Linked DNA regions of Mus musculus: regions 1, 2, 3, 4 and 5 are each linked to region 6. The links are chromatin contacts, called in public HiCAR-type and promoter capture Hi-C maps. All regions are on one chromosome and are shown on one strand. The core of a region is the stretch at or near the end of the contact, and the rest is flanking DNA. Distances in the headings are between cores, read along the strand shown.

The links. Promoter capture Hi-C pulls out the DNA fragments that hold promoters and counts their contacts. HiCAR-type assays count read pairs that join an accessible place to other places.
Region 1: a promoter capture Hi-C map of pre-B cells shows a contact between it and region 6. The contact joins the promoter of B230208H11Rik here to the promoter of Shprh in region 6. A contact is called at or near these places in 4 of 39 promoter capture datasets (hippocampal neurons, liver, pre-B cells and 1 more) and 1 of 115 datasets of contacts at active chromatin or transcription factors (astrocytes).
Region 2: a contact with region 6 is called in a promoter capture Hi-C map of hippocampal neurons, with 2.9 times the contacts expected there. The contact joins the enhancer-like site here to the promoter of Shprh in region 6. A contact is called at or near these places in 6 of 39 promoter capture datasets (the C10 cell line, hippocampal neurons, liver and 2 more).
Region 3: a promoter capture Hi-C map of pre-B cells shows a contact between it and region 6. The contact joins the promoter of Stx11 here to the promoter of Shprh in region 6. A contact is called at or near these places in 2 of 39 promoter capture datasets (hippocampal neurons and pre-B cells) and 1 of 9 other capture datasets (embryonic stem cells).
Region 4: a HiCAR-type map of astrocytes shows a contact between it and region 6, with 5 times the contacts expected there. The contact joins the promoter of Stxbp5 here to the promoter of Shprh in region 6. A contact is called at or near these places in 6 of 39 promoter capture datasets (the C10 cell line, hippocampal neurons, liver and 1 more), 7 of 484 Hi-C or Micro-C datasets (B cells, CD4 T cells, cardiomyocytes and 3 more), 1 of 115 datasets of contacts at active chromatin or transcription factors (astrocytes) and 3 of 9 other capture datasets (adipose tissue, liver and pancreatic islet).
Region 5: a promoter capture Hi-C map of pre-B cells shows a contact between it and region 6, with 12 times the contacts expected there. The contact joins the promoter of Sf3b5 here to the promoter of Shprh in region 6. A contact is called at or near these places in 3 of 39 promoter capture datasets (embryonic stem cells, liver and pre-B cells), 1 of 484 Hi-C or Micro-C datasets (liver) and 2 of 115 datasets of contacts at active chromatin or transcription factors (astrocytes and large pre-B cells).

What each region holds. Positions count from the first base shown.
Region 1 is chr10:12,921,763-12,925,727 of GRCm38.p6, reverse strand. B230208H11Rik (RIKEN cDNA B230208H11 gene) reads left to right here and starts at 2,601. Exons shown (of 3, transcript NR_038028.1): 1 at 2,601-3,154. It overlaps n-TLtaa3 (a tRNA gene), which reads left to right and starts at 3,075; the gene lies at 3,075-3,157.
Region 2 is chr10:9,865,250-9,869,453 of GRCm38.p6, reverse strand. Stxbp5 (syntaxin binding protein 5 (tomosyn)) reads left to right here. Exons shown (of 26, transcript NM_001081344.2): 3 at 2,760-2,841. Among named protein-coding and RNA genes, the nearest start is that of Gm25635, 15 kb to the right of the region's middle. Within about 2 kb of position 2,098, at least 8 of the 459 cell types and tissues checked have an H3K27ac peak or open chromatin away from gene starts, as enhancers often do. A contact at or near this core is called in hippocampal neurons, where this site is marked.
Region 3 is chr10:12,961,746-12,965,562 of GRCm38.p6, reverse strand. Stx11 (syntaxin 11) reads left to right here and starts at 1,304. Exons shown (of 3, transcript NM_029075.1): 1 at 1,304-1,563.
Region 4 is chr10:9,899,698-9,903,708 of GRCm38.p6, reverse strand. Stxbp5 (syntaxin binding protein 5 (tomosyn)) reads left to right here and starts at 2,669. Exons shown (of 26, transcript NM_001081344.2): 1 at 2,669-3,178. The coding sequence starts at 3,026. It overlaps Gm46210 (a long non-coding RNA gene), which reads right to left and starts at 2,396. Exons shown (of 3, transcript XR_001779713.1): 1 at 2,212-2,396.
Region 5 is chr10:13,007,000-13,010,896 of GRCm38.p6, reverse strand. It overlaps Sf3b5 (splicing factor 3b, subunit 5), which reads right to left and starts at 2,447. Exons shown (of 1, transcript NM_175102.4): 1 at 1,714-2,447. The coding sequence starts at 2,274. The coding sequence ends at 2,014.
Region 6 is chr10:11,146,906-11,150,747 of GRCm38.p6, reverse strand. Shprh (SNF2 histone linker PHD RING helicase) reads right to left here and starts at 1,318. Exons shown (of 30, transcript NM_001077707.1): 1 at 1,162-1,318.

The DNA of each region.
Region 1 (3,965 bases), core at 1,352-3,851, 1.8 Mb before region 6:
TAAAGGCATAAACCACCACCTCCTGGCTAGGGGCAAAACCATTTTAAAGCAATCTGTACAGCATATCATAGCTTAACTAAACACATATGCATTGTGAAGATAATTTATCATGAAACTTTCCTTTAAGAATCATGCCCAAATAGCTTCTTAACCTGACAGTCATTACGTTATAAAATCTAGTTAATGTATGGGCTAACACTGTTGGCTATAGCAAGTGCCATTATGAAAGGGTTTCCATGTTTCCTTCAAACACTAAAGCGAGTGTTTTTTTATGCCTTGAGATTGTTAGCCTCACTTGAACACCCTTTCCCTGTGCTTGGGTAATTTCTCATACTTGAGGACACCATCGTAAAACAAACACTAGAACTTTTGCTTCCTGGACTCCCTTGCAGCTACTTACTAGGGATAAGACTTTTGTTCTCACAGAAGATGTAGATATGGAAAACAGCGTCTTCCCCCAGGAGCAGCATCTTCCCCCAGAAGATTCCCAGTGAAGGTGGAAGACATATCTCATAATACTCTCAGTGCTTCATCACAATGCTCCGAGATTGTCAGCCTCAGATCTGCTTCGCTTCAGCATACAAACTTAAGCATTGCCAAACAATAGTGATTTTTATTATGTCCACAGATACTGAAAATCAAGAGTTTAAAAAAAAATGTATGGGGGCTGGAGAGACAGCTCAGAGGTAAAAAGTACTAGCTGCTCCTCTGGAGGTCCTGAGTTCAATTCCCAGCAACCACATGATAGTTCATAACCATCTATATCAAAATCTGGTGCCTCCTTCTTCTGGCATGCAGACAGAACACTTTACATAGTAAATAAATACATCTTTTTTTCTTTTTTTAATGTATAGTGAGGCCAGGTGGGTTTCTTTTCTATGGCCTCTGGGCACTTAGAGGATTTAGTGGCTTTGGGTGAGGGGATGTCACTTGAGGATCTGGGACTGGAATCTGAAGACTTAAACACAGTCATTAGCAGCACCTGATGGTTGAAGGCTGTTGGCTAAATAACTGCAGGTAGCTCCATGAGCTCCTCATATCACAGAACACTATATGGGGTGTGAATGACTGTTACGGTACTCCTTATCACAATATGATATGCTCCATCGATGACTGACTGACATCTCTTCCCAAGGAACCCAAGGATTACTTGCAACTCTGATTAAAAACTAACTTGTGTTCCAGACCCATCCCTGAACTGAGGCCAGAAAACGGAAATGCAATCGTCTAGAGCACCAGAAAGAATATTTCTGAGAAGAACCCTCCGGTGCAAAGCTGGGTTGGTGGAGAAGTTCTGCAGCCCCGGGCAACAGCAGCAGTGCAGGCAGGGGGCTTCCTTTAGTTGAGCAAGTCTGCAAGAGATCTCTATGGCCTCATTCAAAATGAGGATAGGAACGCCTACATTACAGTTATTAAGAAAATTAACCGAGCCCCTGAAGAGTGGTACTCACTCTAAGCCTTTAACCCTGACATTTAGGAGGCAGAGACAGACAGGTCTCTGTGAGTTTAAGGACAGCCTGGTCTATATAGAGAGTTCCAGGACAGCCAGAGCTACATAGTGAGACCCTATCTCAAAAAAAAAAAAAAAAAAAAATCAAGCTAGACAAAACTGTGTGTAGGGAGCTTAGAGCAATGCTTGGGTTATAGAGTGCACATGTTCTCATGTTCTCATTTGCATTTAACACCCATTGCGTGCAGCTTCAGGCCTCTCTCTGATCACCTGGTGAGGTAATCACCCCATGTTACTGACCCCATGTTACATTCCACAGGCTGCCTCCAGACTCTAGCACAGTGTCCGCACAGAGAACAAGGCCTGAGGACCTAGGCTCTCTGGTGTACTTCTCTGAGTGCTTACCCTGGATGCCCTAAAGGTACTATTGAGGAACATGGTCAGGCAAAGGTCAGTGGAGTTCCCGCCATTGGGAGATAGACAGGAGCTGTCTGGATGCTAGAGTAGAGTTCCTTCGTAAGGAGTCCGGTCAGACTTAACCAGGACTCAAGAGAACCAAAAGCTGGGTGTTCCCTGGGGGTCACAGAGCTGTGAGAGATGGTAGAGCAGTTGGATCATTACAGTGAAACTGAGAAAATGTTTGAGGGAGCCACTGGGAGGTCTGAAACAGTGGGGCACTTTGTGAAACAGTGCATCCTAGGTTTACAGTCAAAGACTGAAGCCACCAGACCTGTATAAACCAAACATGGGGGTGGGTTAGGGGAGAGGGACAAGGTGGGACAGCCAGAGCAAGGCTCAGCCACCAGCTCCCTGCCTGCAGCTGCAGAAACACCTAGCCTGAACCCTGGGGTAGAGCCAAGGTTTTGAGGAACAGCCGAAGTAATGCAAATAAACCGCTGTACCCTAAATTGCTTTTTGTTGTGGGTGTTTTGTCCCAACAACAAAAGGGGAGCTAAAACAGGAGACAAGTTAAAACAAGAGTTTGCCCTCTAGGGGAGCTGTAGGGGTGGCAGGAATCCAGGAGGTCTTGACCCTGCATTTGAAGCAGAGCAAAGGGGACAGTGTCTACACAACCAGGGAGGGGGTGGGGGATTGGGCCACACTGCCCTGACCACACAGCTTTCTCCGGAACCTCCTCTTTCTCCGGAACCTCCTTCCGGCATGTGGTAACACTGGCGAGGAAGGAAAGCCGCGCGCGCACAGGTGCCGGGCCCCGGGAACCTATTCGATTTAGAAGAAACACACTGATGGTTGCCCTGCGGACCCGTGCCTACACCGCCCGAGGGACCCCTCCCACCTCCGCTCCGGAGCCCAGAAGTTAGCTGTGGAGTTTGTTTGTCGCGCCCGCGCACCTACAGTGAGCAAGGAGAGCCGGCGCCCGCCGGCCCAGAGCTCTGTCCCGCTCTCTGCTCCTGCAGTTCCTTCGCTGCCGCCGAGATCTCGGGGCGACAGTGAGCGGCGGCGGCGGCGGCGGCGCGAAACCCCGGCGGCAGTCTCCGAGTCTCTGTAGCCGGGTCGGGAAAGCGCCGCGCAGCCTGCGCAGAAGCATCCTCGAGTAACTGGGGAAAATGAGGACGGTATTGTGAGCTTTGTAGGAACAGCAAAGAGAAGAGAGCACGCCTGCACCAGGATGGCCGAGTGGTTAAGGCGTTGGACTTAAGATCCAATGGACATATGTCTGCGTGGGTTCGAACCCCACTCCTGGTAAAGTTGCTGTTTTGTTCCTTGCCGCGGTCTGTCAGTTGTTTTTAGGTCCAGAGCTTTTGGAAATTTAGAAGTCTTATTTCAGTTGAAAGAAATGTTCTTTAATCCTTAATAGGGCGCTGCTACAAGGCAGCCCAATTTCCCGCAGTGAAGCGACCGTGTCTCCAGGAACCGACCTGAGCCAGGCGGGAAGAGGCTCCCCGGAGAGGTCTGGTATTGGCTAACTTTTTGCAAAAGTACTTTTGCACAGAAGAAAAAAGAAAAAAAAAAAAAAAAAAAAAACAAGTCCGCTTTTGCCTTTCCTCTGTCCGCTCCCCACCCCCTTCTTTTTTCTTCCTTTCCCTTTGTTTTCTTTCTTTCCTTTCTTTTCATTTCCCCCCCCCTCAAAGTTTAACGTGTTCACATGCAGTCTTTCAAAAATGTACCATTTGACCATGAAGACCCAGAATTTGAAATATTTTCGATTTTTATCTTCTCCTATTTTCTTTGGGTTTTTTTGTTTTGGTTTGGTTTGGTTTGGTTTGGTTTTTGGTTTCTCGAGACAGGGTTTCTCCGTGTAGCCCTGGCTGTCCTGGAACTCACTTTGTAGGCCAGGCTGGCCTCGAACTCTCAGAAATCCTCCTGCCTCTACCTCCCAAGTGCTGGGATTAAAGGCGTGTGCCACCCTATTCTCTCCAAAAGTGTTTTTTATCAAAGCAGTCCAAGATCTTAAACACATTTTGTAGGCGTGGCTCAAGGAACTCCCCAGCCTTTTGAATAAGTTGAGACACTGATTAAATAAACCCCTCTCTACAATCATAAAACCTCGGAA
Region 2 (4,204 bases), core at 849-3,348, 1.3 Mb after region 6:
TGTAAGGATGTGGGATTATTTGTGCCTGTGGTTTTCTGTTTTATGACACAGTATATTCAAGATTGATGCTTTCTTTTAGTCTGTTTTGTCCACTGTAAAGTAACAGTTTCAGCTAGTGTAACAAATGTGTTGAGTCAAGTAACATAAAGACTATTATTTGGTGAGTCCATGTGTGTTTTAATTCTCACACATGTGTGTGTCTGCATACTAGACTGCATAGGTCTTAGTGTACTTTATGGATTAGGAAGTTGACAAATTCTTTGACGGTCATAGTGAAGATGATTAAGCTGGCATATGAACTGACTTAAAAGATGAAATCTTAATTTTCATTGTGCCTCAGATGGTCTTGTGGCACCTAAAGTAAACTTCCTAGCTAACCACTCTACCCACCTACCATTTCCTTTGGCAGGCTGGGCTTACTATATTTGCAGTAGAGTTGAAATTCATACGTACTACCAGGGTCAGAGCTACTTACTATAATTTTTTCTTGAGGGTTTCTCTGTATAGCCCTGGCTGTTCTAGAATTTACTCTGTAGACCAGGCCTCGAACTTAGAAATCCGCCTGCCTCTGCCTCTCAAGTGCTCAGATTAAAGGCATGCGCCACCACTGCCTGGCTTCTAAGTTCTATGTTTTGTCAATGCTATCTTTTGTGATAACTTTCCCCCGCCCCCGACTTACTATGATACTGTCCTGATCCAGCCTCTGTTCAGGTTGCCAGTTTGCTCTCTGCTGTGTCTGAAGGGGAAGAGATGGAATCAACAACTTTGGAGAAGTTGACTTCTTAGACTATACAAAGATATACTAAGGCATAATGCCTATGATTTAATAGATGGTAAGAGTTTTCAGTGATGTAAGATGTCATATTGTTACCGACAGGTAGCTGCATTCGGTTGTGTAGCATACTTTTATATAGCACTCTATGTAGCACAAGAATAAAAGCTTTCTTGAATTTGATGAAGTTGACTTCTGAACTTGATGACATTTTCTGTGATAAAATATTTATTGACAGCCAAAGTAAAGAGAATTTTCAAAGCTAGGGGGCTACAGCCCTAGTGAGGAAAACTGCTTTTGTAATTTTTGCTTCTAGTAATCAGTTTTGTTTTATTTTTACATCTGGTTTGGTCTATCATATTTTATATTCTCATAAGACAAACCTCCATACTATTGTATAACTTGTTAAAATCTGAATTGCAAAACAGGTTTGTTTAAAAAAAAAAAAACTAAAATGTCTACTTTAAGAAGATTTCACTGGCTGGAGAGATGCCTCAGTAGTTAAGAGCACTGGCTGCTCTTCCAGAGGTCCTGAGTTCAATTCTGAGCAACCACATGGTGGCTCACAACCATCTGTAATGGTATCTTATGCCCTCTTCTGATGTGTCTGAAGACAGCTACAGTGCACTCATATACATAAAATAAATAAATTTTTTTTTTTTTAAAAATCACAAAGCTAGTCTTCACAATTTTTATCTTATCCAGGGTGGTTAAGAGAACTGTAGGTGACTGAAGAACAAATAATGAGAATTTTTGATGCATGTGTTATTGGAGACTGAGGCCCAGGGTTTATGCAAACTAGGCTCACTTGTAACATGAGCTATATTCATTAGTTTTTGAAACTCACATCTCCAGTTGACTTCAAGCTTGACATCCTCCTGCCTCTGCCTTCTGAGTGCTGGGATTATAGATGTGCATGACCACACCCAGCTCACAGGCTCTCAGTGCTACACTCATACGGCTCATTGCTATGCTAGTACCTTTCAGAGTTCTGCAGAGACAAGGCTCACGTAGAAATCTTATAATAGGGTAGTTATGGCTGTGTTTTACTCCTGAAAACCAACTCTGTGCTCCAGGTGACAGACCTAAACTCAAAGAACATGTCTTTGACTAATACAAAAAGATCCATGGCTAGAAGGATATAAAGGCCTGGGGAAGAGCATTTGTTTTCCGTAAGTGCCCTGAGGTCATGCAGAGCAAGAAAAGAGAATTATACAAACTGGGATCTGACTTAGGGTGAATGTGTTTGCTCTTAAGCAGACATCTTGGCACATCTCATTAGAATACGAGATGCCGTCTGTGAGCTTCCACAGAGGGCTGCAGCGACTGCAGCGACTGCAGCTTGCAGCTCGTCTTCTTACTTTGATTATTTATCACCTACCGAGACTAGACTAGCAATGTGCCAAATGACTGTGTTCCCGTTTCAGGTTAATGAAGTATAATGCACGTAACAGTACCTCACAAAAACTTCCGGAAATGTGCGTGGGTTTTTTTTTGTTGTTTTGATCATTATTCAGTGTGTCTCAGAGAATAGGGCTAGGGATGTAACCCAAAAATATGTACTTGCACAAATATGCAGAAAACCCAGGTTCCTCCCAAGCACTTGGGAAAAAGGAAAGGAGGCAGTGGAGAGGACAGTGGCCTCTGTGGAGCCAGCCTGTATTCTGCTGCTCTCTGTTGGACACAGAGCGTGTTAGTTAATGCCTGTGCTTCCTGTTCCCATCTGGATTTTGACAGCTAAATGAACTGATGTATATGGCATTTCCCGTAGAGACTGGCACGTAGAGACTATTAGTTAATGTGTGCTTTTACATGTTCAGAGTCTTGGTAGTCCGAATCCATGAAAGTCAAAAAGCGTTGGGACATTGATGGCGATCAAGTGGCCTGGATTGAATATTAGATCATCAGGATATTTATTAGTTACATAACGCAAAAGTTTCTTTTAAAAACGTGCATGGTAAAAACTCCTTAATGGGGCTGATGACAGCTTTGGTCGTCCAGGAGTGGAATGTTATTGCCAGCACGACAGCGGAGCAGCAGTGATCCAACTCCAGTTCCTGATTAATGAGGTTAGTGACTGTTTACTCCTTCTACTCAGACCCAAAGTAGAACACACCTAGTTCTTCAGGCTGCTTGCATAGACTTAGAAGTATTTGAACAAAAACCTACTTTCTTGAGAGTCAGATGCAGTCATTATTCATTTTAAGGTGCCACTGCAAATAGTCACACATATGTTTTCTCAGAGTAATGTTGCAAGCAAAATAGAAATATTTTTGTTACCTTATGGTATATTTTCACTATTATTTCAAAGATTTTCGAAAGTTGCATAGCATTAAACAATCTGTATTGAAATAGTGGTAAATTCAGCATTCATTATAAGTAAAAGAAAGTACTTTGACAAAGTGTCTCAACATATCCCTGGGAAGCAGCTTCCATTTGAAAGTGCGCTGTGCTTACTGGCTTTGTTTCTGAGAATGTGAAGAATGAAAGCAGCCAGAGAAAACTCCATTTTGCAGCATGAGAGATTCTGCTGCAGACAGACTGCTTGAGAGGGTCCCCAGTTTCTTTACATTTGAGGACAGTATTTGAACATTTTTTTTTTTTTTTTTTTGAGACAGCGTTTCTCTGTGTAGCCCTGGCTGTTCTGGAAATCACTTTGCAAACCAGGCTGACCTTGAACTCAGAAATCCACCTGCCTCTGCCTCCCAAGTGCTGGGATTAAAGGCGTGCAACACCACGCCCGGCCTTGAACATTATTATTGCCCTAAATTCTTAGGATCTATAGGATAAGTCCGAAAATATATATGAAAGATGGGCCAGTAAGCTGGCCCTGTGAGCAAAGGCATTATAATAAATTTGGACGTGTGACTAATCCCCTTAGTGTACAGATTGTTATTCTATTACTGTATTCCTGTCTTCTCTAGGGCTTTAATGAAAACACTCTTGGAGAGGTTCCGGCTCTGGAAATTCTGTTTAGCCTGGGCAAGACTGAGCCCTCTGTGCCTCTTACCCAGGGTGTGACCGATTAGTCAGTGTTTTCTGTTGTTCAGAGTTGACGACTGTCATATTCTGTTGTTATAACCTAAGTAAAGGACTTCTATTAGGATTTGTCTTACATGAGGTCACTTTATATTTTGTTTTAGTCAAGACAATATGTATGTGTGTGTGTATATATATATATATATATATATATATATACACACACACATATATGTATATGTACATATATATACACACATATATGTACATATATACATATATACATATATATGAATGATTAAATAATTTGTGGTCTAATATCTAATAATTTTAGAGATTTTAGCCATCCCACTAGATCCTAACATACTTTTGTATTAAGAGATGGTAAATTACGTAAGAAGTGAAAACATTAATTAGATATATGTGTATATAACATATTCTTCTCCACCTGAT
Region 3 (3,817 bases), core at 55-2,554, 1.8 Mb before region 6:
ACACAGAGAAACCCTGACTCAAAAAAACAAAACAAAACAAATGAAAAGCAAAACAAAACAGAAGGCTGGGGCATGGAGGAGAAAGGCCCCAAGGATAAAGTGTTACCTTTACCTGGCTTTAAGTATCTGACCTTGTGTATTGGGTGAACTGTGTGGCTGCTCTGTGTGTGGTAAAAACTACTTTCCGTCTCCTTTCCATACAGTCCTCTGTTGAGGTGAGGAGCAGGCTGGCCCACACTTAGAGTGCAGAGACAAGCTTCTTTTCCATGAAAGTGGAGTTTCTGCTTAAGTTGCCTGAAGTTGCTCTGCCCCGGAGATTTGTCTTTCTGGCCTTACCTGGCCTTACATTAGTAGATCGATTCATCGGTCATTTCACATTAGATGGATAACTTTGGGTTACCGTAACACCTTGTTCCTCAAATTCTTCTGGCGGTGGCTTCCTATCAATGCATATCATCTTTCTTTCTTCCTGTGTTCTTTTTTTAAGATTTATTAAATATTATTTATTATTATATGTAAGTACACTGTAGCTGTGTCTTTCAGATACACCAGAGAAGGGCGTCAGATTTCATTATGGATGTTGTGAGCCACTGTGAGCCACCATGTGGTTGCTGGGATTTGAACTCAGGACCTTTAGAAGAGCAGTCAGCGCTCTTAACCACTGAGCCATCTCTCCAGCCCCTCCTCTCATACTTTCTTTGTTTCTTGATGGCTAGCCTTCTACCTTGTTTGTCCAGCGGTTTCCCACCCCCTAGCCAGAATGCCCCTTTTCTGTTTCTGAGCCCCCAGTAGGGTGCCAGGCAACGAGGACAAGGTCGTGGCAATACTCCTGTGGGTGTCCCACTGACAGCAGGCAGGAAGGGGCTAGTGGAAGGCGGGGCTCAGTGTCTACGTGGTCCACAACCTCGGGTTAGGCAGTCGTGCGGGTCCCCGCTGGCGCAGCCACACCCACGCTCAGAAACGGTTTCTAGTGCCCTAGTTTCGGAACTACTCTGGACTGCAAAAGTCATCCGCGCTGAGGGGTTTTCCCGCGGAAAGTCCGATGGATCCCGCCCCGCCCATCTCTCCATCCCAGAGCAAGGAAGAAGAAAGAGCAAGTTCCCGGGTGGTCCACACCGTCGCCCGCAGCATCTCGGGGTGCACAGGAGGGGAAGAAGGCTCGTGCTTAGGTTCCCAGCAACCCGCAGCGTGGCGACCCCAGTCGGGACGGGAAGCTGCGCGCCTAGCCGAGGGCGTCCCCGGGGCGGGGCCCTGGTCCCCAGCTGTGCAGCCTCAGCGCGGCAGGGGCGGAGCCAGCAGCACCAGACGCGGCCCTGCGGCTCAGGGCTCGGACCCCGGCTGAGAAGCGCAGCCCGGGCCAGCAAGAAGCGGAGGGGGCAGAGCCGCGGGGACACGCCGCGGTGTCCTCCCGGCGTCCGGACGCTGGATCAGCGCCCCGCAGGATCACGGTTCGTTTTGTCCCGCGAGTCTGCTTAGCTCTCTAACTCTTTCGACATCGGGGACCCAGGTTCGGGGTTGGCTGGAGTGGTGGACCGCGCTGGCAGGGATGCTGCGCAGCTGCAGGTGGGTTTGGGGTGTGGTTCCCTCTGTGCCTCTAGGTACCTTCAGGACGAGGCTTTGGGTTTCTCACCTAGAGCCGAGAGCTTTTTTTTTTTTTTTTTTTTTTTTTTTTTTTTTTTTTTTTTTTTTATGTTTAAGAATATAATGCGTTATCAGAAGTGCTTCAGAAATGTAGACTGACTCTGAAGCTTCCTGAGGCAACTTCTGTTTTGAATTTTTGTTGTTTTTATTTAATGGAGGTGTTTTATTCAGTTCGGTCGCCACTTTCTCTAACACATCAGAATGGACACTTCTCCACTTGAACTTGACAGTATGACTCAGGAGCCAGGAAATACAGGAACACTGATACCGCGTTGAAACAGCTCCCACGGAGGATTTGGGGTAGTTTGTTTTAGGAAACCGATCTGATGGCTTTGCTTAGAGAACCACACCACGGAATTCTGTTGGCTTCTTTGGCTCCGCGAACATCAGCTGAGACCTGCGTTTTACTTCCTGTGACTCTCACACTTATTAGAGCCATTTCTCAGCAGAGGGAGGAGCTGTTGTTTCTACACGGGTATCCACAAATGAGTCACAAGTCTACTACAATTGCAAGGCTTTGTTAATACGCTTTTGAAAAGTGAGGTTGGATTCCTGTACTTTGAATAAGACCGAAGATTCAGTCTGGTACTGTCAAACTGGGGCAGGCGGCCTAGGAAGTAACTATTCAAGTTTTCAGTTTCCTAGAGCGCCTGATGGGACAACATGCCAGCTAGGGTCACTAGGCTGATCTGAGATAAACCCTTAAAATCATGTGCTTTCCCACAGAAGCTGAAGAGAAAATTAATTTCTTTATCCAATAACCATTTGGCTGTTGTTTTCACTAGTTGGTAGAAACTGGACATTTAATGAAGTGATTGTAAGTTACTCTGAAATTTAAAATATTTCAGAAAGTTTATTTTTACCAAATTAGTGCCTTAAAAAAAAACATATAGAAGCTTTTGAAGAAAGTAGATGGTTGCTGGAGCCAGACATTAAGATGCTGAGTCTCCCTGAGGCTGGATAAAGGCTCTAAGAAATAGACTTCCCTATCTAGGAGCTCAGTAGAGACAGGAATAACTGCATATCCTGGCTGAGCTGAGGTCAGCCTTAGACAGCAGTTGCAAGGTTCTGGTCTGTTCCAGCCTTTTCATCCAGGTCCATGCATGCAATATGGACACAATGCTATCCTGGCAGCCAGGGCCACAGCTGAGCAGATTCTCCTGGACATCCAACACCGTGAGATGGATGCTATGGGAAATTTATACCCAAAGAAGGTGCCCCAGTGTGGGGGATCAGAGTATCCTGGATCACTGCTGGGACAGCAAGGGAAGGTCTGGGTTCTCATCATCTGCTTGTCTTGGTTGGCAGCCTAGTTTTCATTCAATACATGCATGATTTAAAAAGCATATTAGCATATGTCTATGATTTAAAAGCCCATTAGGAAGGCATGGCTTTTAAAGTGTTTGAATTAACCATGTTTCACATTACTTAGCAGCTGTGTAAAGGCAAACCCAGTCTCTGTTATCATCCCTGGGCAGTTGGGGGCACTCTTTTAAACACCAGAGTGACTTAGGAGTGATTAGCAGCTGTCTACTCACCAGTTGATACAATAGTTGCTCCCCATCTGAGGACTGGCTTGACTCCCATGATTTTTGCTACCCAAGCTCTGAAATAGAAAGTTCCAGAATAGTAGTAGTATATTTTGATTTATTTTACTTGAGACATGGTCTCACTGTGTAGCCCTGGCTGGCCTGGAATTCACCACACAGACCAGGCTGGCCCAGAATTCACAAATTATCTGTCTGCCTGCTTCTACCTCCTGAGAACTCATATTAAAGGTGGGTGCCACCACACTTGTCAGTAAGATACTCTGAGAGGAAAAACATCCACACCAAATTAATTATAACCATATTGCTGCAATTGTTCCACCTCTAATTCTTGTTAATCTCTTGCTGTGAATAATTTGTGAATTTAAACTTTATCTTAAATATGTGTGCACAGGAAGCAGCATAAACAGGTGCCAGGCGTTCACTAGAGTCTCCTGGACCGGAAGCTCCAGGGTTAAGGAGGACCTAATCTCCCAGTCCTCTGAGGTGGCCCACTAGCAAAGGGCATCTGCCCAACCTAACAGCTTTCATCTCTACGTTTCATCTCTCCCTCCGCGGCCTCAGAGGCACATTTTCTAGAGGAAAGAAAAGATAAAAGTGTGTTATTCAGCATTGCATTTCTGGGCTTT
Region 4 (4,011 bases), core at 1,420-3,919, 1.2 Mb after region 6:
TATATTTCTTAAATTTTCTATCCTAATTTTTGTTTGTTAAAAAAGCAACCACTTGAAACTGATTTACAAACAGTACCAGGAGGGGCTGGCAAGATGGAGTGGATGAAGATGTGCACTGCTAAGTTGAATAACCAAGGTCAATGCCATCCTCAGACCCACATAATGGAAGAGTGAACTATCTCCAGAAGGATGTCCTCTGACATCTCTGTCCATGGTCCCTCCATGTGGCACCCACCCCACACCAAATAAACACATAGGGAAAATAAATAAAGACAAAGTAAAAAAGAAATAAAAGGAATTTGAGGGCACATAATTTTATGTTTGCTACTATAATAGTAACTAGTTAAGGGTCTTATTTTTTTTACTAAATGAATTTCTGGATATGTTCCATTGTCATGTAATATTATAAAGCCAATATCTATTCATCTTCAATTCTAGGGCTCTTCTAGATTGATTTCGTGGGCACGGCAGGATGAATTAATAATCTGATGAGATAGATAAGATGAAAATCAAAGCAGTAACTCTACAGCAGAATATTAGGGGCCTGGCTTAACTTGGTGGCCCCTTTAAGTTCCTTTTGGTCTCAAAGCTCCTGATAGACCAAGACATTGAGATTTTTGAAAAGGGTCATTAGGCAAGGCAATGGAATACCAACACTTGTGTTCATTCTATCCTCTCCCTCTAGTTAGGTAATAAATCTCATTTCTACACATGAAGCATCTCACACGATGAATCTGTTTCTGGTGCCCATGTTTGCATAGATAGACAGGGCAGGGACTCCAACCCCTGTCAGGCACAGTGAAGCCTTGTACTTCATCGCAAGGCCTCTGGACAGAAAATTGTAATTTCCCTAGAGTTTTTAAATGAGTGATGATGATTTACTCAATAAATTTAGTTGATACCTCAGTGGAAAAACATATCATAGAATTCAGGGATGTTATTTACCGGTTCTGTAGTTTGCTCTGTGGAGTCACTCGGATTTTTAAGAATGCTACCTACGTAGTTCAATTTTTAAAAGTCCCCTTCTACACCCTTGGGAAGATCTTTTCCTCTTGAATCTCTGGATCACTGCCTGCTTATTCAGCTTTAGATGGCTATCCTCATTTCCAGCCCTTCTCTGGCTAATTCAATGTCCGTCATCAGACCCCCACCATTGAACTCATACGATTTTACATTTGGTTATGCGAGGTCGTTCCCTTGACACAGCAACCCATGTATTGAAGACAAGTATTGCGTTTTTAAGTTCTCTGTGCCCAATACAACGTGTTAAACTAGACAAAATGTATTTCAGGGAATTAAATAAACCAAAGGCTTAGAGGCAAATAGTTTAGGAACTTACAAATAGTTTAGGAAAGACTTTAAGTTTAGTTTATTACGTCATCCCCCTTTCGTGAATTAACTTCCTACTTCAACAAGTTTTAAACCGTAGAGCAAAGTTTTAAAAAGTTCCAACTGAAAGGCTTCTTCTTGGTGGACAGAACTTTTAGAGAACTACACTTCCCGAAATGCCCTGTGCGCCAAGCCTAATTGGTTTGTTTACTATTCTTGAAGGCTAGCTCCGTCTGCCCATAGGCCAATACTGTGAGGAGACTGTCCTGAACGAGAGAATGTAGCCAATAACGAAGCAAAGGGAGGTGCTTCTGATTTTGGTGCGGAACTAACAAATCCTAGTAGCATTGCTGTTCCCACCCCACCCTCGCGCCCCGGTAGGGGCGGGGTCTTTCTAAACCTAAGATTGGCTTCTTGCTGTACAACCCCCCCCCCCGCCCCCGGCTATAGAAGGTCTTCCAAGGATTCCCCCCTTCTGATTATCCAGCCCTATCACCTTTGCTTATAGAATGCACTGGCCAGAAGGATTGCTCTCTCCGCCCTCAGCACCAATTTCTCTCCACTGATGGAAACTTGAACCACTCATCTGTCTCTTAGCACTCTGGGAGACATGCAGGAACATTGGCGGTCAGATCTGAGAAAAAACTTCACCTCCTTCTCCCGCCGGATGATCTCAGAGAGACTCCAGGGGGCTGTCGATTGGTTAATTAAACTGGCAGGTAGACGGGACTTTGTAACAAGGAGTGGCGGGGAGTGCTGTCTGCCACCCACCCTGCCTGCCAAATGGATTCAGGATGATGGGTGACCAAGGTGAGATCGCTGGAGTTCTTCCCCTTAGGGGGCCGACCCCAGTCTTTCCTCCACCCGCCAGCCTCGTTTTACCTCCAGCAACACCTTCATGAAGGAGGCTGGGCTTCTCTCCCTTTGGGTGTCTCTTAGTTGTCATCTTGCCACTGACTTAATCGTTGCCTGGATGTTCCATTGCGAGCCCAGATACAAGCAAACCCGAAACCACACTGCGGGAGCTGTGAGTGACAGGGCTGGAGGCGCGGGCCACTGAGCCCGCGGGTCCGCCAGCTGCTGCCCCTGGTCCTCGGCGGAGGATGATTTAAGCCGCCGGCCGGGGGCGGGGGCGGCGGCGCGCATGCGCACCGGGCAGCTCGCTCCGCGGAGGCCCAGCTGCCGCCACCGCCGCGGCCGGCGCTGGAACCGCGGCTCGCCGCCTGCTCTACCGAGCGTTGAGGGCCAGGGTCCGAGGCTCACGGGAGGCGACAGCGAGCATCCGGGGAGAGAGCGACAGGCGGCGCGGAGACCGGCCCCGGGTGCCCGGGCCATGCGGGCCGGGCGGCTGCGCTGAACGGAGGCCGAGCCCGGGACCTGCCGGGGGACTGCCGGGCTGCGGGCCATGGATGCGGCGGCAGCGGCGCGGGACGGCGGGAGCCCGGCCGCGACCAGGTGAGGAGGCGGCGTCCGGCGCCACTGCAGCCGCGGCGGCCTCGGAGGAAGAAGGCTCGCCGCCGCGCGCCCGCCCGCCCGTCGTCGCAGCCCTTCCTGTTGGGATTATCTTCTGCTCCCCGCTGCTCCTTCGCTCCCCGCGGTCGAAGCCGCCGCTCGGCTTCAGCGGCTCGGACTCCTTCGCAGCCGGTGCCTCCTCCCCTACCTGGGCCTCGCAGCGGGGAGACCCTTGGGCGAGACCATGAGGAAATTCAACATCAGGAAGGTGCTGGACGGCCTGACCGCAGGCTCGTCCTCGGCCTCGCAACAGCAGCAACAGCAGCAGCACCCGCCTGGGAACCGGGAGCCGGAGATCCAGGAGACGCTCCAGTCCGAACACTTCCAACTCTGCAAGGTGAAGGGAGCGGGGAGCGCGCAGCCCGGCCAAGCTGTCGTGGGAAGATTGGGGTCGTTTGAGGGGGCCGCTGGGCAGCACCTGGGAGCGCGAGGGCAGAGCGCGCCAATGGAGCTCAGCGCTCCAAGAAGGCGCCCCCCACCCTTGACAGACGTGCCTTGCTGGGGGATTTGGACAGAGATCCCCTACTTCTTATAAGTCGGTGTCTTTTTCCCTTTCATAAAAAGCAATCATTTCAAGGCAACCCAACCCTTGCCTTTAATCCCCATCTAGATGCTAGTAACAGTGGCCTAGAAATACTTTTTATATTCGCGCATATTTTATTATCTTCCACTGACGTCGAAATTTTCCAGCAGTGTGTGATGAACGTCGTCTGTGGGCAAGGCAAACCTGTTCAACCAGGTTTTTTATTTTTTATTATTATTTTTTTTCGCATCACTTTTTCCTTAGAATGCGTGCGAGCGGCTCACCACCTGAAGTCACAGGATTCTTTTTAGCCTGTTTGGTTAAAAACTTAGCGCGGAGGGTTTTGTCAGTGAATTGGCACGATGATTGCCACAAGGTCTTGTATGTAATTCAGAAAGAATGATGCAGCGGATTAATTCCCAGCTGCTAGGTGAGAAAGGCATATGAGCCTCCCTATCCAGAATCGCCTGCTTCCTAGATAGCCATTAGGTCCTTCCTACAGCGGTGATTTAAAAGCCTACGTACAATTCGGTTCTTATGTCCTAAAATTATTCCGGACGTAATACAAAATTACAAGATTATTTTTCGCACCCATTTTCATCGTTAGAATTGCAAATGCTGGTTCTTTAACTAAATCCTTCTATTAG
Region 5 (3,897 bases), core at 1,198-3,697, 1.9 Mb before region 6:
TTCTCGGACACTCTTACAGCATACTCCCTGATTCTCCAGGACTTAACAATATCTCTGCCCCCTCTTCAGAAATATCCCGAGCCTTAGGGGAGGGGTAGGCATATGGGTTGGGATTGGGTCCCACAACTCTGCATTTTAATTGGTTCTGCTTTTCTGTAATGGTTTCCATCTATTGCAAAAAGGAGTTTCCTCATTTTTTTCTTTTAAAGATGTTATTTTCTATGTACACAAATGTTTTCCTGCATGTATGTACAGCACTTTTGTCTGGTGTCCACAGAGGTCACAAAAGTTAGTGGATCCCTTGGGACTGGAGTTACAGACAGTTGTGAGCCACCATGTAGGTGCTGAGTACCAAGTCAGGGTCCTCTTACCATGTAGCCATCTCTCCAGTCTATCCTCCCCTTACTGTCTTGAGACACCATCTCTATCTGAACCTGGAGCTGAGCAGGCAGTCAGAAAGCCCCAGCTATCCTCTCCACAGTACTGGGGCTATATGAACTTGGGTTTTTGCACTGGTAGCAGAAATCTGAACTGGTTCCTGGACTTACACAGTAAGGACTCTTACCTCCAAAGCCAGCCCTCCTGAATTCTGTTACTTCTGTTTGTTTGAAACAGGGTCTATTAGCCCCGTTTGTCCTGAAGTATGCTCATCAGGCTAGCCTTGAACTCATGGATCCAATTGCCTGCCTCCCCACTGGGGTTAAAGGCATGTGCCACCACTCCCAGCTACTGTTACTTTTAAATAAGTTACTAAAAATGCATTTAGTTTTCTCTTCTGCTGAAAGCCAATAGCTATAACCCACATAAAAACTTTGAGTCACCAACCAGCTTCCACGTCTTCTTGTCCTGGTGTTTTCTATTGTTCATCCCTTCCCAGCATACTGCTTTTGTGTGGAGGAGTTGGGGATAGGATTCAAGACAAGGTTTCTCTGTGTAGCCCTGATGGTCCTGAAATTAGATCTGTAGACCAGGCTGGCCTTACACTCGAGATCCTTCTGCTTTTGCCTCGAAAGCACCTGGACCAAGTGTGCACCAACACATTCTTTGAACTCAAGAGATGCCCCAGCCTCTTGGGTGCTGGGATTAAGGTGTGCACCACCACACTGGTATGCTGGTGACTCATACTGCTTTTATGGTTTTCCTTCAGTAAGTCAAACACACTGCTGCTCTTGGGTCCTCTGCCCTGGCCGGAAAACACCTGCATGGCCATTTCTCTTGATTCCTTAAAATCTGTTCTCAAATGACATCTCAGTAAAGTAGCATTGTAAGCATGGTTTTTAAAGTTGTAAACTCTTCAAGCTGGCATAATGTATGCCCTCAAACCTTTGGAAAATGCTCTGGTGAAAAGGGAAGAGGGGTGGGGGGAATGGGGCGCTGAGCAGGATGGGGACGTGATACCACTTGTTTGCCAGTTTATCATTTCTGAAGACACAAAGGGTAATCATCAAGAAAAAGGGGTAAGGGGTAGCGCATAAAGGGAAGGGTAGGAAAGGGATATGGGCAATCTCCGCGCTTCAAGGTTTCTTTGGGACCAGACACACTGTACGCGTGAAGACTATTGAGGTGGGATAATATCATAAAAGTGTGTGTGACGACTTAAGGACTTGCCCTGTGCTTCTGCCCCCATTTCCTATTTATACTCTCACAAAACCTTGATCCACAGAACCCTCTCCTAATAACCTCCCAAAGAACACAGCAATCCATACCAAAGAATAGAGCAAACCCTAAACTTTATATATATATGGTTTTTTAAAAAGGCAAGAAGACATCAACTATCGAAAAGCAGACTCGAAATGCGCATCACTCTCGTGCAGTCTTCTCCCTCGCTTGCCGATGCTGGGATCACTCCTTCTGCACAGTTCACAAGGAGCGGACCCGGACAGTCTCTCCATGACTTGTTCCGAATCCTCCACAGGTACGCAGGTCAGGCGACACAGCCAACACGGAATGGTCGAGATGCAGGAGCAAGGAGGCTCGCAGCCGGCACACGGGGAAGACTGGGCAGCGCTCACCTCAGTTCTCCTCGGGCTTGTCCGCGGGCGGCCCGCTGGGCTGCAGCATTTTCTCCATCAGGTTGAACCGCACGCGGGCTTTGCTCTCGTTCTCGGCAATGGCGAAGTAGTTGAGGAGGTCGAAGTGGCCCATGTAGGAGCAGTAGGAGTCGCGGTGCTGGTTCACCAGCCATTCCCACTTGGTGGTGTCGGCGTGGCCCGTGCCGATGTACTTGGACTGCAGATGCTCCAGCTGGCTGTGGATGGTGTACCGGTCCGTCATCGCGCCGCTCTGCTCGTAGGCTCCGAGGTCAGGACACAGACGAGAAGCTGCCGCTCGCGGCGTTCAAGTGAGAGACGCTGCCGCTGCCGGTGCCGCCGCCGCCACGCAAAACCTCAGTTCGTGCAGGCGCGGGAGAAAGACGCCACCGAGACGCAGGAGTAGACAGTCTTTTCCTAGGCGGAAGCGGAAGTGCCGTCTGTCGCGGGATTGGAGTTGCCTAGGAAACACTGGGCCGTCTCCTCACGGAGCCCGCCTACTTCGAAGAGTGTTGCATGATGGTCCGCTTAGTGGCTCTCGGGTGATCACGTTCTAGTCTGAGCGTTGCATTCTGGAACAAGTAGTCCAAAGAGTTTGTTTTAGGGTTTTGTTTTGTTTGTTTTGTTTTTGCCTGGCTGCTGTAGGACGATGGCAAACGGCCTCTGAGAGTTATCCCACGGCTCTGGGCTACTAAGAAGGGGAAATCCAAGAGGGTTTCAACTACAAGCAACCAGGAAAATTAACTCTTGTACCTAGAAGCTAACGTGGCAGCATGGTTCCCCCGCGGTCCCAGCTTTGTCTCTTAGAATTTGGGCACTGGGAAAAGTATTTTTGGTGATCAGTGTCAGCCCCAGTAGTCTCACTAATGGCTCCCACAACGAGCTCCAGGCTCCCGTTTCTCAACCCATTGAGGGGTTGTTTGCTCTAGGTCACTCAAAAGCTATTCCTTGAAGTCAGATGTGGTTCAAGACTAGATAGATAGATAGATAGATAGATAGATAGATAGATAGATAGATAGATAGATAGATAGATAGATAGATAGATAGATAGAAAGAACACCTCTCTTTCTAGTCACCTGTGTTTTTCTGCTGATTACTGCCTTACGTTGGGGGTTGTGCACTTTCTCACGTTACAAACAACTCAGAAAAGATAATTGTACTTCTTTTATGGTATCCCTTAAGGATACATGTATAGCCTGATGTAGATTGTACTCTCAAAAAACCATTTTAGGAATGGGGTAAGAGCAGTCACAGCCAAAGAGAATGGACAATGACAGACAATTTGAAAATACAGGAGTTTGGGGGTACTTTTGTTTACTTGGTGGGGGGAGGATCTGGCCCTGAGCTCACAGCAATCCTCCTGCCTTTGCCTCCTGAATGCTGGGATTAGAGGTGAGTTCCGCTCCATCCAATATTAATTCTTCTGTTTAAATTTTGTCATAATAAGCATCATGCCAGGTGGTGGTGGCACACACCTTTAATTCCACCACTTGGGAGGCAGAGGCAGGCAGATCTCTGAGTTCAGGGGCAGCCTGGTCTACAGAGCTAGTTTCAGGACAGCCAGGGCTACAAGGAGAAACTCTGTCTCAAAAAAAAATAAAACCAACCAACACCAAGACTTAGACAACATAATACACATCTTATTCCTAAAATATAGAGACTATACGGCAATACCTGTGGATATGCCATCCAGCCATACTATACCTGTCTCTTATTATTTATTTATTGAGACAGGGACTCAAATTCTCTGCACCTGCTTCAGACTTTGAAGTGATCTATCAGAGGCTTAGTCACCTTGTCAGGCTTCATTTTAACCCTTTAATTGTTTACTGTTTCACTGTCGTTTCTTTTGGTTTGCAGGGGTTTT
Region 6 (3,842 bases), core at 69-2,568:
GATGGCCAACAACTAGGAAGACAAACCTCTCACTACATCAGAAATAAATGCCTGTCTCACATGTTAGTTGTATTTAACCCCACACCACTGCTCTTTTAATTCCAATGAGCTTGACAATCCCAAAGCGTTAACAAAACTTCGATCGATCCTTATACAGAGGAGGGAAGAACACACACACACACACACACACACACACACACACACTAGTTTTATGGATTAACAGTGTGATTGGCAGGGAGTATCACTATTCAAAGGTTTGGACCAATTGGAATAGGTGTGGCCTTGTTGCAGTAAGTGTGTGACTGCAAGAGCTGCCTGGAAGCCAGTATTCTGCTAGCAGGCTTCAGATGAAGATGTGGAGTTCTAAGCATCTTCTGCACCATGCCTGCCTGGATGCTGCCATGCTCCCACCTTGATGACAATGGACTGAACCTCAGAACCTGTAAGCCAGTGCCAATTAAATGTCATCCTTTATAAGACTTGCCTTGGTCATGGTGTCTATTCACGGGAGTAAAACCCTAACTGAGACAAAGAGTAAAAGCTTAGACAAAGAATAAAGTGGTGTTAGCGATCATGGGACCTAGGCAAATACAGGAGCAAAGGCAAACACGTAGGAGAAAAACATAGACTTGCCATGATAAATTCAAGCCAAGTGGATTAAAAGGCACCACGGTGAAAAGGCAAGACTGTAAACAATACCGTTCCTCCCACAGGGTACCTTAACCAGAAACCAACATCTTCGTTCACCAACCTAGCGCTACCTGCAGCGTCAAAGTGCACACAATGCACAGGAGCCAGGGCGCTTCTGCAGGCGACTGTAATGCTTGAGAGTTTGCCAGCCTAACTTGGCGGCCTCTGCATCCCTCCCAGCTACCTGTCGTCCCACGCACCGCCAGCCTGCAAGGCAAGTTATCCTCGAAGAAGGAGCCGGAGGGACAGCTCGTGACAGGGCCTCAGCACGCAAGCGTGGGCAGCAAGCACCCGTCCCACGCGAGAAGGGCTCGGCCCACGTCCGGGCTGGGGCCGAGCCGCGGGGCCTCGCAGGGCCGATCACTCCGGATCCCGGAGCTGCGCAGGAGCCCTCGGAGTTTCCCTGACGCGCAGAGCCAGCCTCCCTCCGCCGCGACTCTAACCCCAGAGCCCGCACGCACCCTCACCTACCTCAGCCGCTCTGCAGGCACCTGTCGCCGGGCCCGGCCCTCCTCGCAGGCTGCAGATCCCGGGCCCACAGTCGCCACACTCACCTGCGGGAGTTGCGCATGCGCGCTGCACGCTGGGTGAAGCCTGGCACCCAGGCCGGAAGCCGCCAGCGCCAGCTGAGGAGGCCAGCAGGAGCGCTCGCTCCAGGCGAACGCGCAGGACCAGTCGGGACGCTCCGCCCCTCTTTCCGGTGTTGGCTTCAAAAAGCACCTCTGCGCATGTCCCGTCCCTGAGGTCCCGGTAGAAGACGGTTTAAGTCTCGCGGTGGTTGTGCCTCTCTCTTTTCCCCGCCTCCCGTGGCTTTAGCAAATGCAGGATGGGCGGGGCCCGAAAGAAGGGGCGGGACCTCTTGCCAGAGAGGGCGGGGCTCTTTGCCAGAGCGGTAGGCTTGATGTGAGTTGTGGTTTTCATAAAAAGGCAGAAAGTTACATAAAACGGAATTCACGATGCTGAGCAATTATAATACCCAAACAAATATACAATTAATCCACTAAACCAAAAGAATTCGATCTGCTAAGGAAAAAAAAAAAAAAAAAAAAAAAAGGCAGAGACGATGTCTTCAAAAGGAACTGAGAAAAATGAAGCCAGAGAGAAATTTATTCTTGCCAAGAAAATTACTAAGGCTTTAAATGTTTAAACGTTTTAAGAGAAAAAAAATTATACAGCTATGCTGAAGCAGGCCTCCCAGTATCTTTTCCAAAGGGAGAATTCTATCTTCAGTAGACATAAAAGTCTCTCCTCTGAGGATTTCAATAGTGTGTTTACCAAGTGCTTTGTATGTCCTTCGAATTTTTTTCTGTGGAGTAATTTTTTTTTTTGTTTGTTTGTTTGGTTGTTTTGTAATCACCAGAGCTAATTCCAGGGGAGGAAAAGGTTCGCTTGTTATTTGGCTTTCTGGAAATTCCCTGTTGTGAGACATCTGTTCATGAAAATACTGTGTCTTACCACCTAGTAGATGGTAAATAATCTAATGATAGTACAGACAGGAGAACCGACTTATTGGACACACTCAGATCTTACACGTGAATCCCCACTTTTCATATAACTCAGCTGCCTTGTTTGGAAACAATACAGGTGTGTTGTATCATGTCTAAGCTAGGCTTGGATCCAGTCCATAGTGATAAATATTGCAATTAAGAAAATTTTAATTTTTTTTTCTGGTTTCTGTGTTGTGGTCCAGTAAGTATACATCATGTCTAAACAGAGTATAAATATCAAAATGTTTAAATATTTTGACTGAATTCTCAGCACAGTACCTTTCTCTTGATAGAGGATTTGCTTTGAAGCTGATGGCTGCTCAGTCAAGCTCCTGGCTGGCAGAAGAGGAGGCACCTATAGAAACGTGTTAAAAATAAACACAAGTTCTGGTTTGCAAAGAAAGAGATCACTACTCTATCCGACAAGGCTGAGCCACACAATATGGGTGCTCAGAGCTGAACTCAGATCTTGTGCAAGAGAAGAGTGATCTCATAACCTCTGAGCTCACTCTCCGCTATCTCCCTAGAATGTATTTCTTAAACAAAAAGATGTAACAACCAAAGTGACTCCTTGCTCCATGGCCATGAAAAGAATATCAATCTCACTAGACACCTGCACTGAAGCTTTGGGGTAACTAGGTACATTAACCTAGAAGCAATAATTTGAAAATAATGTATATATTTTTAATTTTCTGAGCAGTGTATCTCAACAATGAGCTCAAAATATTCGGTGAAAACACTTATTAAGCAGATAATCTGCCATCAAGGGGGACGTGCAATACACTTTTTAAGAGCCACAGAACCTTTACAGCTTTAGTATTTACCTCCAACCTAAAGTCAACAGTTGAATTATTTCCCCAGAAGAAAGTCATCCTGTAATTAAAGTTTAAAGCCACTCACCGATTTCTCCTTAGCTGTGGAAGTCCTATAGGCCATGTTCTTCCATAAGAGGTTTGCTTACTCTGTACTGCTCTGCCTTCCCACCCCATAACCAATCTTAGCTCTCTTTCTCCTGATAAAGCTTTACAGTTTCTTCTCCATCATTTACTGTTTCAGTTTATACTTTTAGGTTACAAGGATGCTTTTCCCCCCATAAGCCACATGAGCAAACCATCTGCTAGCGCTCAAGCTCTGCCTCCTGCAAGACACAGTCTCTGGTGGCTGCCTTCTAATTAAGATGTAGAGCTCTCAGCTCCTTCTCCAGCACCATGCCTGTCTGAACACTATCAGGCTTCCTACTATGATGATAATGTACTGAACCGCTGAACCTGTAAGCCAGCCCCAATTAAATGTTTACCTTGTAAATGTTGTCTTGGTCATAGTATCTCTTCACAGGAACGGAAACCCTAAGCCGCCTCCTAAGGCATGTTTTCCCAACTACCTCAGAACTTTAAGCAATGGGAGTATTGCAGATGAATTTTTGATACCTGTGAAAGAATATTTGTGATGCTAATTTGATAGCTACAAGTAAAATATTCTTAATCTTTTCTAAAGGCCTCAAGCATGACATTTATAATTACAAAAATAATGGCATAACACTTTGAGAGTGAATATGATACCCCAAAGGCTTTGAAACAGTATGTTGGTGGAAACTGCTGCTTGGCAGGGAATGGAAGAGCCTTTACAAAGCCACCATCCTGCAGAATAACAGTGCATGCTGACTCT